Regions from separate parts of the Columba livia genome. Here region 2 is linked to region 1. The links are chromatin contacts, called in public Hi-C maps. All regions are on one chromosome and are shown on one strand. The core of a region is the stretch at or near the end of the contact, and the rest is flanking DNA. Distances in the headings are between cores, read along the strand shown.

What was found. Hi-C and Micro-C count contacts between places; a contact is called where the count stands out from the background.
Region 2: a Hi-C map of liver shows a contact between it and region 1, with 4 times the contacts expected there. The contact joins two enhancer-like sites. A contact is called at or near these places in 2 of 2 Hi-C or Micro-C datasets (crop and liver).

The regions. Positions count from the first base shown.
Region 1 is chr18:11,160,530-11,165,790 of bColLiv1.pat.W.v2, reverse strand. It overlaps CEP112 (centrosomal protein 112), which reads right to left. Exons shown (of 26, transcript XM_065034982.1): 6 at 2,639-2,735; 7 at 306-380. Among named protein-coding and RNA genes, the nearest start is that of CEP112, 9.1 kb to the right of the region's middle. Within about 2 kb of position 1,975, at least 1 of the 3 cell types and tissues checked has an H3K27ac peak away from gene starts, as active enhancers do.
Region 2 is chr18:11,438,251-11,443,511 of bColLiv1.pat.W.v2, reverse strand. RGS9 (regulator of G protein signaling 9) reads left to right here. Exons shown (of 19, transcript XM_065034990.1): 19 at 1-437. Among named protein-coding and RNA genes, the nearest start is that of RGS9, 32 kb to the left of the region's middle. Within about 2 kb of position 2,606, at least 2 of the 3 cell types and tissues checked have an H3K27ac peak away from gene starts, as active enhancers do.

The DNA of each region.
Region 1 (5,261 bases), core at 726-3,225:
GGGCTGATAATAGTGTAGGAAGAATAATGGTTATTTGGTAACTGATTAAGCTGACATGAAAACACATTATTTTTAAAATGACAAAGCTGATGTATTTCATTAGAAACTGGCTCCCATCCCTCCTAAGCTCAGCTGCCCTCTTTCCCAAACACAACTGAAGGAGCTTTCAACCTGTGAGAACAAGCAGAAAATGTAGACGCAAAAGAAAAAAACCCTTCTTGATTTAAATAAAAGTCATCTTAATAAAATTAAATGGTTATGCAAATATTAATCAAGTATTTATTAATCAAATCTACTCATTTTACCCCAAGATTCCAACTATTGAGACGTGCTTCGAGGTCACTGTCATCCAGAGACATGGCTTTTTTATGGTGATGCTCCTGGAACACAAAAAAGTCAAATAAAATATCAGAAGAGTATTAAGAACAAAAGCTGCTCATCAGACTTGGCCGTGTCTACAGTGCACTTCCTAACAGGGCCATCATACCTCTGACGGCTTTAAACTAAATAGTAGGATACCGTGCTAAGAAAGGAGTTCAGAGGATAAATCAGCCTGCCTCCTCACTTTGATCTTGTTCTTTATCTTATTTATTTCCAAAGCAATGCCCTCCTATATAAAGGGTGAGTTTACTAAACAAAACCCAAACCACTCCATTCTTCAGGCAGCATATTTATTACAGAAATGAGCTGTCTCCACAGTACCTTTTGTGTGGCTAATCCAGAATTCAGAGATCACCTGATCAGCCTCCAAATAAAGATAATAATAAGCATAATTAAAGGAAACCACAGCAAGGCAGGGATAGTTAGAGAGCTGCAGAGGATGGAGTAGCTGACCAGCTCGAGGCTGGGGCTCCTCTTTGCAGAATTTCCACCATTCAATAAGAACTCTGGTTGTTGTTCCTCAAGGATACATCTTTCAGTTTGTCCTGCAGGACAACGGTAACTACTGATTGTATTTAATGTGTCAAATAGGGCAGCTGGTATAGAACGTTTTCCTGAACTGGGATGTAACACTATTTAGAAAAACAGCGCAGGAATTACTTTGTCTCGTTGAGTTTTGTCAGCAAGAGGTTTGTGTATTGGCACCTCTTCTTTAAACCTGCTCAATCATGATGAACATACAGTGAATGGAGCTTTGACTTCAGTTAATCAACACTTGGTTGAGGCAGCTCAATGTTTCTTACAAGACTCCCTGTTCCTCTACCTGGGCCCGAATTATGCCAGAACATCTGTGCGGCACTGACAGCAGAACAAGACACTATTTGTTCCAGCGAGCCAAATGTTCATCAAACTGTTTGGCAAAGCAAGAGAGGATTATTTCACTTAAAGCTGTAATCACAGCAGAATCCAGAATGTGGAGCTAAAGAACAATGAAGTGCAGTGATTTGCCCAGCATCGCCCCGGGAGCTCGTGGCAGAGCCAGGAACAAAAAACACCAAAACCAAACAAAACAACAAAAAGCTTTAAAGGCCCAAATCTAGATTTCAACTGAAGGAAATCCTTTTCTTTACAATAGATGCTCCATAAGAAGTATTTCTTTAAGTCAAGTAAAACAAACAGGAAACCCATAAGGAGAAATTTAGTAAATCCAGCATCTGTTGGTTTGGTTTTTTTTTATTTTTAATTACGGTATTTCTTTTTTTAATTACATTTGTATACATAAAATCAACACACACACAAGTACATTCATACCAGAGCCTAGAGCAGAGACATCCAATTTTTGCCCACAGACCACTTGTCAGCAGCATCCCCTTGCTAGTCCTCTATTCCAAATGCACAGCAGAACACAAGTTATTTAGAAAGATACACCCCAGAACCATCTTCCAGTTTATCCCACTTGCACTTCATGCCCTCATTAAGTCTATACGAATTGCTCACAGCCCACTTGGAGCTGCAGACTTTCCACACTGTTCCTCCAATACAATAAAATAACATGTGCAGACCTACAATGTACATATGGCAAATTCAGCGTTTCACGGAGGAATGGACGCTTATAGATGCGCTGGGGAAGGAACTGCAGAAGACTGGACACTACACAGCTACAGAACATGTTCACGAAGGAAAACAACATCCTAGCTGATAAATTGAAACTTGCTCCTGCAAATACATGTTTCAATTTAAATGCTTGCGATTCTACACGCAATATCATTAAACATTCTGGATTAAGAGGGTTTTACATGAAGTCTGTTTAGTGTCCTTCCCTGAGCCGTAATGCTAGTTGTGGAAAGTTTGATAAAACAAACGGTCCAAAATGCGCTCTTTCAGAGGTCAGCCATCATTACACGCAGCCGAAGCCAACTAAGCAACTTCCTTTAATCTCCTATTGCAAAATACAAGATGATGTCAGTACAGTCAGGGTGCCAAGCCCAGGGAAAACAATGCAGCAGACATGAAACACACTTCACTAAACAGAGGTCAACCATCAGGATGGATTGAGAGCATCCTACGAGACATTCTTTTCCCCTGCACTTGCAGAGGGCAGATTTTGATGAGCTTTAGTCTTCCCTATCGCTCCTTCCCAGACGTCTGCACTTGTACACAGGGATCACGACTCACGCAATTAAAAATAAGCTTTACGGGGATAGACAAAAACGACTCATTGAAACTAGAGCAAGTTTTAGGACAAAAAGCATCTTACAGAGCGTGGTGTGGTTAGATTATCTTCATCTGTGCGGTGAGGAGGACTCATCGAATGGGATCTTAATGCCGGCTTCTCATTGCACTTGAATCTTTCCCTGTTATTAAAAAGAGTAAACAGAAAGAGAAGAATTGATTCTCAACAACTTGCGGCACACAAAGGATGCTAATCTTAACATAAAATCTTTTAAAATACACGAGAGAAAATACTTGTCAAGATGTAAAGATCAAAAATAGTAGAATAAAAAATGTATTGTTAAAGGTAAACAAAAGCTTTAAGCATTCCACTAAAAAACAGCCCAAAACCCCCACACCAACAAAACCACCAGAAATATTGTGTACGTCACAGTATATTAAAAAGTGTTCTTTGTATCTCTAGGTCACTACGTGACCCAATAACTCCCAATAGATTTTTAGAATAAATTTATCTGAGAAGACTGATCTAAGGGAATGGTTTTGAAAGAAAAATTACTATACATATGAGACAGCAAAGGATAAAATCCAGCAACTCAGAGAAGAAACAGGAATGAAGGTGATGGTTGGCCGTGCCATAGGGGAGAAGACTTGGGGAAGATCAAAAAAAATACGAGGTTGGATCAAGGTATATCTACATATAATACACAAACCCGAAGGCAAGGGCAAGAACTACATGTACAGCTCAACAGAAAAGCAATGACATGAAAGGCCAGGGTGGAGAGTAACACGTCAAAGAACAAGTCATAAAGACGGTATTAGTCACGTTGCGTTTCAGCTCTATTTTATGGACCCGAGTGGTGTATATATAGGGGGACGGTAAAGAAAGGCGTGCAGGACAGGATACAAATGCAGCTTCAACAAGGACAGAAAAAAAAGTGTGTAGGGTTTCTTGTTTTTAAAGATTTAGCCATAAATAAAGCATTTGAACAAAAGGAAATTAAGAATAGCAGATAGGTGAAGATAATCTTCACTGATACACCTGGTCAACAGACCTTTCTCAACTATAGAACAGTGACACAACAGCCTGGAAGAAAACAAAACAACAATAAGACTTTATTAGATAGGTTGATAGAGCAGAAGATCCAAAACACCCTTCAGCACTCTCAAACACACACATATTAAAGTAATTAAAACCTCCCGTTAGCCCATCCACCTTCACAATGACTAGCGACACTGTATTAAAATCAAGTCAGCCCATTAAAATACCTTTCATTCTTCCCATCCAGCAGCAAATTAGACAGTAAGCAATGCCAAAAAGACACTGAGACAAATGAAGTGTTTATGAACAGCAAGAAAACTGTTGGATGTACAATGTAAACTCGTCACTTCTAGGAAGACAAACACAGACATTTTTCCTGAAGCGCAGGGCCCCAGTTCTCATGGAACCAATGGGGAACAGCCCTTCCAGCACCAATAAATACCCACAACATGCGCAAAGTAACAGTTCCAAAGCAGTAAATGGTTTAGATAAGCAGAGACATCGAGGTAAAAAGGGTGAAAAGAAATATAACACAATGACTGTCTTTAGCATTCCAAATCATGGATTTCTTACGACAATTTCATTTGACGCAAAATTATCGTTCATTAAAAGGAGACAAATCTTTGCCCCTCAGTAAACCTGCACTTTTATCAGGTATCTTTTCTGAACAATATGCAGGTTACCTAACAATTCAATATAGTCCCAACTGTTTAAAAACAGAATTAATGCCCCTATCATTAAAGAGATTAAGGAATACCAATAAATATTCAAACCAACCCAAGCTACCAGTGATATTCCTAAATTGACAAAATGGGGGAAAGAAGTCTAGACATATTCTTAGTTCCCTATTTGCTATTTTGAAGATGATCTGAAAAGGAAGTTGCTCTACTTGATTCTATAAAGAAAATTGGAGAAGACAATAAAGGATGGAGCAGAGTTTTGCTCATATCAAGCATATACTCCCGTTCACTCCCTTCTCCAGCCTTCTGCTAATGCGAGTCGGCCCCAGAAATCACAGCAGGTGAGTGGAGAATGGTCGGAGTCCTGACACCAGCCCTGGCACCTCCTGCTCCAGCCGAAGCAGAGCTGGGATGGGAGAAGGAAGCAATTTGCTGCTAATAAGGGAGATCAGTAAATAATTTCCTACTAGGAACAAAGTAAGGGAAACTCACTGGTTCCTCCTGGTTCAGCACAGCTACACACTGATATTTAACAATGTTTTTCAGCCATAATCTATAAACATAAAGAAATTTTCCTACGGAGTCACCAAGACAAGGTTTTGTTCAAACCAGACTTTGCATTCCTAAAACCAATTATTTTATGTTTCGAAACAGACGCACCTTTCTAGCACCAGATGGCTTGGTCTTATTCATTTACACCCCAGTTTGCAAGTAAGGGTTGTCTATTTTTTATTTAGCCAGATACACAACTTCTTATAGAAAAGCCAAACTCTTCATACACAGATTAAGCATATTGCAAGGTAGAAATAACTATGAAAAGAACATTCCCAGTTGTTGACTTATTTTAAAGAAGAGAATCTTGAGATAAACATTAAAAAAATTACTCAAAAAATTCTCGCTGACATTATCTATTTTGCCCCAAGAAATGGTTGTATTCTCTCTATAAGAATTTCATCATGGTTGGAATGCAAATTTTCATCCAAGTACAT
Region 2 (5,261 bases), core at 1,357-3,856, 280 kb before region 1:
CCCGTGATGCTTCTCTTGTACAAATGAGCATTTGCTCTTTCTGGTGTTGCTTTGTTGGGATGATCTGGTTCTGCTTTGGCACTCACCAGCAGTGGCCACCTATTACTTCTGAGAGACAAATACGGTGTCTTTTGTGATGTTTTTTTTTTGTTAATATTGTTACTCAGCCACTCCTGATGAGACACTGGTAGTGTATAATCCAGGAAACACGAGAGGAAGACATTGTGGTGTATAAGAATTAATGATATTATATTCAATATAATGTACATATTATAAGCGCTATTCTACAATTAATATTTCTCTCTCTGGTTTGAGGTTCCTCTTGTCACCTCTTTGCCTTCTACTCCAGAGGCCAGCGGCGGCTGCGGATCAGCCGTGTGTCTGGGGCTGGGACGTGGGTCGTGCTCCGTGCACTCAGTAAACGCTGTAACGTGGAACCTGGTTGTCTGTGGTTTTCTCCTTGGCGCTGCCGATGTGCACAGAGCTGGGGGACTGCTCAGCACCCACTGCCCAAGCTGCCTTCCTCACCTTCCTCACCTTCCTCACCTTCCTCACCTTCCTCACCTTCCTCATCGCCTCGGCTTGCTGAGGAAGATGTGCATCTTATCCCAGTTTCACAAGCTGATGAATGCATGCATTCTCCGTGATGAACTTGGGCACCACTCTTATTTATTATGTGCCTAGCAAGAGTAACGTAACTGGTGCTATATAATACCCAGCTCCCATAAGAACCTCTTTTTAGCGGTGTGCAGTTTGCTGGCCACAAGGAACACACCAAGAAACTCTTATCAAAGAGGTGGGTCTCAGTGTGCTGGCCTTGGTGAGGGGTGGCACTTCACTGCAAAGAGGCGCAGAGGGAAATATTTGTAGAAATATGCCTGGGTTTGTTTCCAGTGGCCTGGAGCAATCAGCGTTTCATCTCCAGACACAGTGTTGTGGCTGCTGAGTACAGACCTGGCGGTGGCTGTGTGGGGCACACACAGGTGATGGAAAGCTCAGGCTCTGGTGACCTGTTCTGCTCCTTGGGGGTGGACTGTGAAGCTCTCTCCATCTTTGTCAAGGAATTCAGTGGTTCTTTGGCCTCATGCTCATCCTCTAAACCACAGGAAGGACTTTGGGATCCAAAACTGGCTGCTCACTCAGGGCTTGGATGCCCTGGTGCAACTGCATCCAAACAGACACATACATACGTGTCCCAGAGGTCAGCACTGGGCATCCCCAGATTTATCCCTTCAGGGCACTGCATTTTTTCCCTCAGTATCTTTCAACTTGAGGACTCTGACAATTTTTTCCCCTGGTGGGACAGGACCCCATGCCTTTCTTTCCTTCCTTCCTTCCTTCCTTCCTTCCTTCCTTCCTTCCTTCCTTCGCCCCTGGACCCCCCATGCTCCTGCTGACTGCGGGTTGCAGACTGCTGCTCCGGAGGCCCCGGATCCCTCCTGCCACCACGCTGCGCTCACACGGTGACATCTGACGGTCTGGCCCCAGCCGGAGGCCTGACGTGCTGGAGTCGGGAGCGCTTTCAGCTCTCGAGTTCAAATCCCCTCGCTGTGCAGGAGCCCATTTAATGCTGCCTGGAGTCACCTGGAAGAATTAGCTCACTGCAGCAACTTAGACATCCAAGGTATTCCGATAATGTGAGGGATGTGTAAGGTTAATGACTGGAAAAAGTGATCGCTCCCTGTGGGCAGTTTCTCAGAAAAATCCCTGCTGCTTGGCTGACAGAAGAAAGGAGACTCAAGCAGTAGTGAGGAAGCCCCGTGCCCTCGCCAGAGCTCCACGGTCCTGCCTCCTGCGGCTGTGGGGGCTGGCACGGACCCACGGGGCGGCCATGGCCCTGCTTTGGCTCATCTCTGCTCCAGGTCTGAGCTGACAAGCTGCAGCGGGGGCTGCAGTGGTCAGACTTTGAATATTGTTTGAACAAACTTGGAAGGAAGATGCTTAATTAGCTGTGTGCTTCTACAACGTGCTCAGCTCCATCCGTGGAGGTCCCACGTCAGGGTGGGCTCCTCCGCCACCCTTTGCTCAGGCTCACGCTGACCCATGGCTGCTGGGATTTGTTTGCTTGTTCGCTCTGCAGCCCTGGGCCAGCCTGAAAAGCAAGAGCAGCTTCTGGGGTTCCCCCAAGCCTGTGTGAGGGCTCTTCCCAGGCTGCCTCAGCCAGCAACCTCAAGGGGACACTGTTGGGACAGGATGGGAGCGAGTCCCATACTGGTGAACCTCAGCGCCTTGCTGGGGCGATGGGCAGGAGGGGGATCCCGCGGTGTGGGGCTGCCGGCTTTGGGGTGACCCTGCTGTGTGGTCGTGCCGTGGGGCTGGGTACGCGCTGCGCTGGACCTGCTCGCCAGGGTGGATGGAGAAGTGTATGTGGGGACATACCCAGCTCAGTGAACCTGATTAAAATCAGAGATCTGTTTTCCACGCTAGCGGCATCTCTCAAATCTCTCTTAAAGTCTGACATTTCACTCTCTCCTCTCCAGCTGGGACATACAGCCCAAGTGCCAAAAACACTGAGGGCTTGTTTTTTTCTTGTTTTTTTTTCTTTTTTTCCCTCTGAAGTCTTGGCCTGAGCATTGCTTGAGTCTCGTTAATTTAAAAATGGAACAAAGAATGCTCAGCATCCAGCAGGATCAGGCCTGAGGAGCAGGAAGGACCAGCTGGCTCAGGAGAGGGCTTGTTCCCATGAGATCCCCCGTGTGGTTTTGGCAGGCGGCGGGGTTGGGATAGCTCTGCGAGCAAACTCTTCCTGCCTGACATGCCAGCCGTGGCGGAACAGCTGACTCAGAGCATGACAGCTCTTCACAGCATCCCCTTGTGAAAGGAGCCGTCAGGAGCGTCCCTGACACCGCCGCCTTTACATTTTGCGAGGGTGGCTTGAAAAGCGAGATGTAAACCGAGCCCACGTCATGATGCTCTGGGAAACGGTGCTCTGTGGGTGGAATTCACCTCTGTGCAGGGCTGCATCGCGTTACGGCCTCCTCAGGTCCCAGAATAGAATGTCAGTTGAACTGAAGTGGTTCACGGTACGTTCACCCCAAAATCTGAATATCTGAATTATGACAATGATATTACGAAAGAGTCACCATGACTTGGCTTTTTGGGGTGGAGGAGCCTCAGGGATGCAGGAAGAAGCCCAGTCACCGGGGTAGATTTCCCCTTGCCGCCAGGGATATGTTTTATGCATTTTGCAATACGCCTGGCCCAGAAGCAGAGGTGAGCACCTCACAGGATCCCTTTTAGGGCAGAGGTTCCCAGATCTGTTCTGCACCACACTAAAGAGGGAAAGATAAGCTCTCACAAGTCAGTTTACTTTTTAAAATTCATGTTGCCATAGCAGCTTAGCACACTGTCTCAAGTCGTCCTTCTTGCAAAACTTTGATCACCATGAAAACAGAATTATGTTGTTCTCTAACATGTTCTACATATAAATATACCGAAGTTCCCATAGTTCATGCTTCAACATTTCTGCAAAGACCTCTCTTATTTCTCGCTCACAAAAAAATTCTCTGGCCAAAGGGTGATATTGTAAATCACCGAGCTGCGTTGGGCTCAGCCTCGGTGTGAATCCAGCCCGTGAGCAGCTCTGTGGTCCTGCAGCTTGTGTTCCCAGCCCAGGTTCTGGTTCCAGTGGCTTCTAACACACTTGGGAACACCTCAGTACTGGACACTAGCCACTAGCTCCCAAAATTGCAGGAAACCCTCCTCCCTTGGCTCTGCTCTCAGGCCACCAGCCTTGTCTCTTCCCTGGAGTATTAAAAGAGCAGAAATTCCTCTGAAATATCTCACCATGTGTTGTTATCCAGCAGAAGTGCTGTGCTGCGTTGTCCCCACTCACCTCTAGTCCCATTGTGCTGGGTTCTGTCTGTCCCCGGGGAAGGAGTCGGTCACCCCGCTTAGAGTGGGAAGAATCAGCTTTGGAAATGGCTCATTCCCTCCACTGGCTGTAGGGAGACTCACTCAAGACTGGACACAACTTCTGTATGGGTGGGATTACCTGACACCAGTGGCTTTAACAACAGCGAGTGCATCCCATACGTAGCACGTCGGCAGCTGCTGCAGCCGCAGGCACAGAGGTCTGGCTCTTTGCAACTCTGCTGTAAGACCTGCGTTTCTTCTCCTTCTTACCGAAGATGGGGCCTCCTTCTTGCTCCTAAACTTTCCCTCTGTGCATTGTGCTAGAAGCAATGGAAAGAACTTTATTAAGCACCAACACTTTAAATCCTGCTTAGAGCAATCCTTTTGTTTCCATCAGGTGTCCCATTTTTCCAGCTGCATTCATGCTAGCAGTATTGGGAAAAAAATAGGCTAGTCATAGACAAATTTGCAATAACAACCTACGCAGTCATTTGGTTAAACAGCACATTACCCCAAGCTACCCTTTTGCTGTTGTTATTCACAGGAATCCATCTCCTCACCCCAGAGAAGACCCCAGACCAGCACTGGGAAAGGTCAGTGAGATTTTTATTAATGTTCACAGCCAGACTTCCTCCAGTCAGCTTTTCTTTTCCCCCAATCAACTGAAGGGGGGGAAAATTAAAAAAAAAAAAAAAGAAGAAGAGGAAAAAATTGGGGTAAAAGTTGAAGAACACTTTAATTTATAAGAAAAAGAACTAAATAATTGATGTAGTCATGGTGCCAAAGGTAATTTCTGCTGCTCCCTCTATCTCACAAAGACATTTAGCATTGATTGAGATCAAAGTATCAAAAACCCCTGCTGCTGAGCTGAAAGGCAAAACTTTCGGCTGTCTTTCTCCGCTCTAATAATATCGTCTTTATGTAGTTAATAAACTGCACACTTCAGTCAAACTATATCATTACAGAAGACTTAGGGAGCTAATAATTTAAAAGCAAAGAATTGCCTCTGTTCTTCGCTTTGAACTAAACAACATTCTGTTGAATGAGGGGGACATCAAAGCTTTGTTACTATTACCAATGTGGCTGGAGCACAGGGCCGCACAGAGTGTGTGCTTCAGTCATCAAGAGAGAGAAAAAAAAAAAGATTAAAGATATTGGCTTATCAACCCACAGGCAGAATCAGGTGTTTTCTGCTGTGCAAGCATCAGGTGGTTTGCTTATCAATGAGTTTTCTTGTTAAATAGGTGTACATGACTTAGGTTGATCCCTCCAATTCTGTGGCCCTTTTATTTCCTGAGCAATGTTTGAAGAAGTTGGGCCGAGGGGCTGTTTGTTTGCGGGAAGACGGCTAATTGGGCCTTTTGTCAAGGGCCAGCTCCTGTTCTCGCTCTGCTGATGCTCTCCCA